2 separate regions of the Mus musculus genome follow, and region 2 is linked to region 1. The links are chromatin contacts, called in public Hi-C maps. All regions are on one chromosome and are shown on one strand. Each heading gives the region's core, a stretch centred on a gene start, on an enhancer-like site or on the middle of the called end of the contact. The rest is flanking DNA. Distances are from core to core; before and after follow the strand shown.

Region 1 (2,789 bases), core at 143-2,642:
CAGATTTCCACGTTTGATGAGCATAGTCTTGTACGGCTTTATCTCGGGGAAATGTTTCCCCTTTTTGGTTTTCAGGGTTTTTTTTTTTTTGGTTTTGTTTGTTTGTTTGTTGTTTCGTGAGAGTGTAATACTTTGAACACTACTGAAAGGAATTCCTATCTAAAAGAGTGCACTTCTTTTACAGAGCTATGTCACACCAGCATTTGGCCCTCTGCTGAAAAAAGTAAAAAGAAGTCTCAAATGCCTTTTTCGCCCTCTAGTGTTACAAATGTGGGGGCAGCACTGTATCATGTGAGTGTAAAATATCTCCTACCTGCTGCATGATATGAATTGGTAGCTTTATCAAAGATGGTTCCAATATTACTCAGGATGTCTTCTTTACAGATGATTTAAAAGCTAATTATATGTCTATAATATACATACATATATATAATATACATATAATTATATATGTACAATACACACACATGTATGTATATGTGTATACTTATATACATATATATATTGTGCTGGTACCCTAATGGTCACAGACCTGTGCTGTTTCTAGTTGTTTGGTGGTGTTTTTCTGTTTGTTTGTTTTTAAGGCGAGGCTAGACGTCTACAATTTTGTTCAGATGACTACAGGACCTGAAAAAGCTGTTGTTATTACTGATGCATAACATACTATTATTGCTCTTTATACATATACATAGATATATATACATATATAAAAATATATACACATATATAAATATATACACATATAAACATATACCTATATTTAAAATAATATTAATATATTATATGTTAATATATATTATATAATATATTAAATATGTATATATATTAAACACACGTTTAATTTTTGAAAACTGTACTTGTGTTTTCAACCATGTTGAGTTGTCATTGTACCAAAATCAGCAGCCATATTAGTCTAGAAACATCAAGCTAATTTCTTTTCCATTTGTACAGGCTTACTTCACTGTATTACATAGGTAAAACCTTATCTGTGTGAGTTCGATTACAGAAACTAATATTCTCTAAATAAGGGGGTGACGTTTCCACATTCAAATTTCTGGATTATGTGAGTTAGCAGGAACCTCTGCCATTGATCTGGCACCGTAAAGGAAACAAATCCGGAGTGATAGGCACAGCGAACCCACAGACTCGGGGGCCCACGCTGTATCTCCGGATCCCCCGACGCCGGGCTGTCGGTGCCCCTCCACCCCAGAGTGGATGCTGCGGCTGGCTCCGGGTCCATCAGCTCCCGAGAGGAAGCGCACTCACTTGATGGAGACGTGAAGGACAGGCTTTCGCGACTCTGCGATTCCCCTAGGCTCGCCAGCTCGGCAGGCTGGAGGGAGCTGGGCTCTAGGACAGAGCGGGCCTCGGTTGCTGGGGCGACCGGGCGACCTCTCACCCGGAAGCAAAAGTGCAAGAAGCCAATCAGAAGACACCTGGGCGGGGCGGCTGCTGCGGGTGAGGTCCAAGAGGGAAGCTGAACCCAGCCCGGACCCCGACCCTGGGTGCCGCCTCCTGAGCTCCGCAGCCAGCAACGCTACGAGCCAGGTACGGCCTGACGTGGCATGTGCGGGGCCGCGCGGGTTCGGGGTTGCCAGGCCCGCCTGCCGCCTCCCCTCTCTAGTGATCACATCCGAGGACCATGCAGCCCCTATGGTCCTGCCTGTCAGCCCAGGGGCAGTGAACCTGGACCTGCAGAATCCTGGGGAACCCCGGGATCTGCAGTCGAGGTCGTCCACACCCACGGCTCCGAGCAAGGTTGAAAAGGAGGGGCGCCAGCCCCATTTCCTGTCTGTGGCTCGGTGGCGACCCGAGGGGCTGTTTGGGGAAAGGGTTGGAGAAGATGGATGTTGAAGAAAGGAACCTTGCATGACTAGGTATCTGAATGGAGCTGGGGGAATGTATAGTGGTCAGAGGTTTGCCTGGGAGGCAAGCGGTGTGGGTTCAGTTTTCATCACCTCAGCTTGACGATGCTGTACGTGGGAGCCAAACTTGGGTGTGAAACAAAGGATCCTTTTAGAGCCAAACTTGGATCCAGTGTCTATGGTAAAGAAAGATGAAATCTTAGCAGGCTACATAGATAGTGGGATTCCTCCCTGCGGACTAGATAACCTAATTTGTATTCTACAGAAAACGTCTGGGGAATGTGATATCGGATGCCGCTATAATCGGTAAATCTTGGTTCAGATTTTTGCGTGAAAATTACAGCTCAAGTTGAAAATGTAACCTTTTCTGGGTTGGTGTGAGGCAACTTGTTTTAAGTCAGTACAGAATCTTCTTGCCTTTTTTTTTTCCTCAGCCATTTCTCAATGTATGAATTGACCCCAGCTGGGTGGTTTGGGTGGTAAGATGTTTGATGTTTTCCTTTCTTCCTACGTAAAAAAAACAAAAAGACAAAAACCCGATATGCAGCTGGGCGTGGTAGTGCACGCCTTTGGAAACAGAGGCAGATGGATCTCTGTAAGTTTGAAGCCAACCTGGTCTACAAAGCGAGTTCCAGGGCAGCCAGTGCTATTTACACAGAGAAACCCTGTCTGGAAAGACATAAAGGTGGGGGGAGGGGGGTGGGAGAATGCGATTATTGAAAATTCAGTTTGTGCCATTCCTTCAGTCACATGTTAATCATTTCATGTCATTATGGTTTTGTGAGTGTATGTATATACTGCTGTCCTTTGGAGAGCTCGTGGTTGGGGCTCAGGATGTCTTGCCTAGTGGGGATCTAGGGTTAGAGAGTAGTTAAAATAATTGAGGGGTGTTGTTTGTTAGTTTGTTTTTGTTTTCTAAGACAG
Region 2 (2,789 bases), core at 165-2,664, 3.0 Mb before region 1:
CTGCTGGCCTGCGATATTTATAGTACCTATCTCTCCGGTTCTGTCTCCACCTGGATCTATGAGGTCTATGGCTGCCACATGTGTAGGGACTGTTCTGGGGGGTGGGGGGCACATTATCGATTTAAGTGGCTGGCGCTTGGCCATGGATGCAAGCTGGGATGGAAGCTAAGAAGTCTAAACTGAGGGCGGGCAGGGGAAACGCCAGACTGCAGCTCCTTTGTGCAAAGGGCTTGGTGGTTAGGCCTGGTGAAACCGGGGCTTTCCAGCTCCCGTGTCCCAGCAGCCGCGGCTGTGGGCGTGGTGAGGCAGGTGTGGGTGGCCAAGGATCTGTCTCAGTTTCCTCCCCGCCCTGGTGGCAGCTACTCAGAAGAGTTAAAGGCAAAACTGGCAAGAATTTTTCTTTGTAGTAGGAAAAGAGGGTCCCAGAGAGTTCACGGTGACAATCCTCTTTTCAGACACACAACTACCGGACTCCACGTTTGCAGACCTGTTATCGGCCGTGCGCACCTTCAATTTCCCCTAACCACCAACTACCTCCCTGGTTGCTCTCAGACAGCAATGACATCATTTGAACATATATAAATAACTGACCTCTCTGCCTTCCAAGCAGTGATTGTGGTTCGGAGCACAATGGTTAAAAGCAAGGAGGACTCCATTATCAGACTTTTTAAAGCTACAAAACAAACAAACAATCAACCCCCCACCCCTAAAACAAAACAACGAGAGCACAGGCTGGGCATAGTGGCTCACAGCTTGTCATTCCAGCACTAGGGGAACTGAAGCAGGAGGGTTGCCTACGAGTTCGAGGCCAACATGGGAAACTTTGGCAAACCGTGATAGATAGATAGATAGATAGATAGATAGATAGATAGATAGATAGATGATGCAAAGTGAGAACCCAGTCTAGACCAGGCCCAGCAGGAGTTAGCCACCTACAGGTCTCCGAGTAAAGCCCGCTCTGACTATTTCACTGACAAGCCGGGCTGGAAAGAGGCCAGCACAGGATCTTATGACTGGAAAGCAAAATAAAGAACAGCAGCAACGACCTAGAGAAACGAAAATACACTTGACACTCTGTCTCTGTCTTTCTTTTTCACATTTAACCTTGTCGCAACACAGATGAGTAGGCCGGGGTCACCGTTGCACAACAGTTTGGGAACTAGGTTAAGGAACTTGTAGTTTCAGACCCAGACGCATGACACTCGCGTGGGCGCTAATGTCCGCCCGGCTTTTCCACGCGGGCCGGGGACAGGTTCTGGCTGGCACAGCGGTACAGGTCTCAGGCTGCTGGAAAGGCCGGTTTCGTGGCCTGGGACGAGGGGGCGGCTGGCCGGGATCCGGAGCTGCACGGCGCGGCCAGGGCAGCTGGCAGTCAGCTGGTGCCGGGGCCGCGCTCGCTCACTCGGAGGGAGGCGAGCCGGCCGCATACCGCGGGGCGCAGAGGAAATAGCTGGGATTCCTCCCGCGGCGCCGCGCTCCCGTTCCCGCGGGGAGGATCGGGGGCGCGCGCCAGCGGTCCGCAGGCTCGTCCCCCGCACTGCCCGGGGAATCCTCCCCGAACCCCACCTTCAGCTCCCTAGCCACTCCCCGCCAGCGTGTGGGTGCTCAGAGGCACCGCGTGTTCTGGTCTTGCAGACTCTCCAGGCCAGCCAGGCCTCCTGCTTGTTGGTCTCTGACTGAGGACATGCGACAGCGCCCCTGGGAAGGCCAGCTAGCTGCACAATGGTCCCCACCCCTGCAGAGGATGTACCAGACCGGATGTGCTCTCTGTGACCCACCCCACTGATCTCGGAGCCTGCTCCAGGCAGTGGGCCCCTAGAGGTGCCAGCTTTAGCCTTTGGAAAGCTGTTGCCAGTGATGTGAACATTTCTGTCTAGGCTTCGAAACCGTCCTTGAGATAGGGATTTCCCACTTGGGGTGGCAGGAATGAGGCTAGCCCCTCAGGAACTGCTTGCTGCCAGGTGGTAAGGACGGGGTGATGGAGAAAGGAGGACCCTTACTCTAGTAAGGGCCTAGAGTGGGACCCTCTCTGACTGTATAGGCACAAGAAGGAAATGGAGACCCTTCTTTTTGGTTTTTTGTTTGTTTTGTTTTTTGAGACACGGTTTCTCTGTATAGCCCTCGCTGTCCTGGAACTAACTTTGTACACCAGGCTGGCCTTGAACTCAGAAATCCGCCTGCCTCTGCCTCCGGAGTGCTGAGATTAAAGGCGTGCGCCACCACGCCCGGCTGAAGAGTCAGGTGAGAAGGCTCCTCTCTTCTGAACAGAACCAACAGTTTGATCAGGTTAGGGATTAGGAGGTGGGAAGACAGAGGGCGGATCCTAAGTGGGGCCCACGTAACCTTTCCTAGGAGTTTGGCCCCTATTGCTTGGAACAGGGGTGGACGGATCTAGACTGTCTCTCTACTTTCCCTTGAGACGATTGCTTTGATTGATAATACATTTGGCCTGTTGAGATGGCCCACCCGGTAAAGGTGCTTGAGGCCAGGCCTGACGATCTGAGTTCAAACCCCAGGACCCACACGATGAAAATGGAGATCACACACAAAATGTTCAGCCAGGTCAATAGTCTTCTATTGTCTGTGGATTCTCCCCTGGGTCTTGCACTTTGTCCGTTTCCATGGCCTATATACGATCGGACTTTCACACTGGATTGTGAACAAAGGCTTTTCTCACACTGGATTGTGAACAAAAGCTTTTCCGTGTATCTTCCTAGTTAGATGTTAGCTTCACCACGCCAGGGCCCTGGTGAATCTCATATACCTTTGGGGACCTACCGTCTAGTAGT

Evidence for each region. Hi-C and Micro-C count contacts between places; a contact is called where the count stands out from the background.
Region 2: a contact with region 1 is called in a Hi-C map of B cells, with 5 read pairs. The contact joins the enhancer-like site here to the promoter of Morn2 in region 1. A contact is called at or near these places in 2 of 39 promoter capture datasets (maxillary cranial neural crest and second pharyngeal arch cranial neural crest), 1 of 484 Hi-C or Micro-C datasets (B cells) and 1 of 115 datasets of contacts at active chromatin or transcription factors (large pre-B cells).

The regions. Positions count from the first base shown.
Region 1 is chr17:80,288,815-80,291,603 of GRCm38.p6, reverse strand. It overlaps Morn2 (MORN repeat containing 2), which reads right to left and starts at 1,392. Exons shown (of 5, transcript NM_194269.2): 1 at 1,267-1,392. Dhx57 (DEAH (Asp-Glu-Ala-Asp/His) box polypeptide 57) reads left to right here and starts at 1,128. Exons shown (of 24, transcript NM_001163759.1): 1 at 1,128-1,548.
Region 2 is chr17:83,275,021-83,277,809 of GRCm38.p6, reverse strand. No RefSeq gene overlaps it. Among named protein-coding and RNA genes, the nearest start is that of Gm24240, 6.4 kb to the right of the region's middle. Within about 2 kb of position 1,414, at least 392 of the 459 cell types and tissues checked have an H3K27ac peak or open chromatin away from gene starts, as enhancers often do. A contact at or near this core is called in B cells, where this site is marked.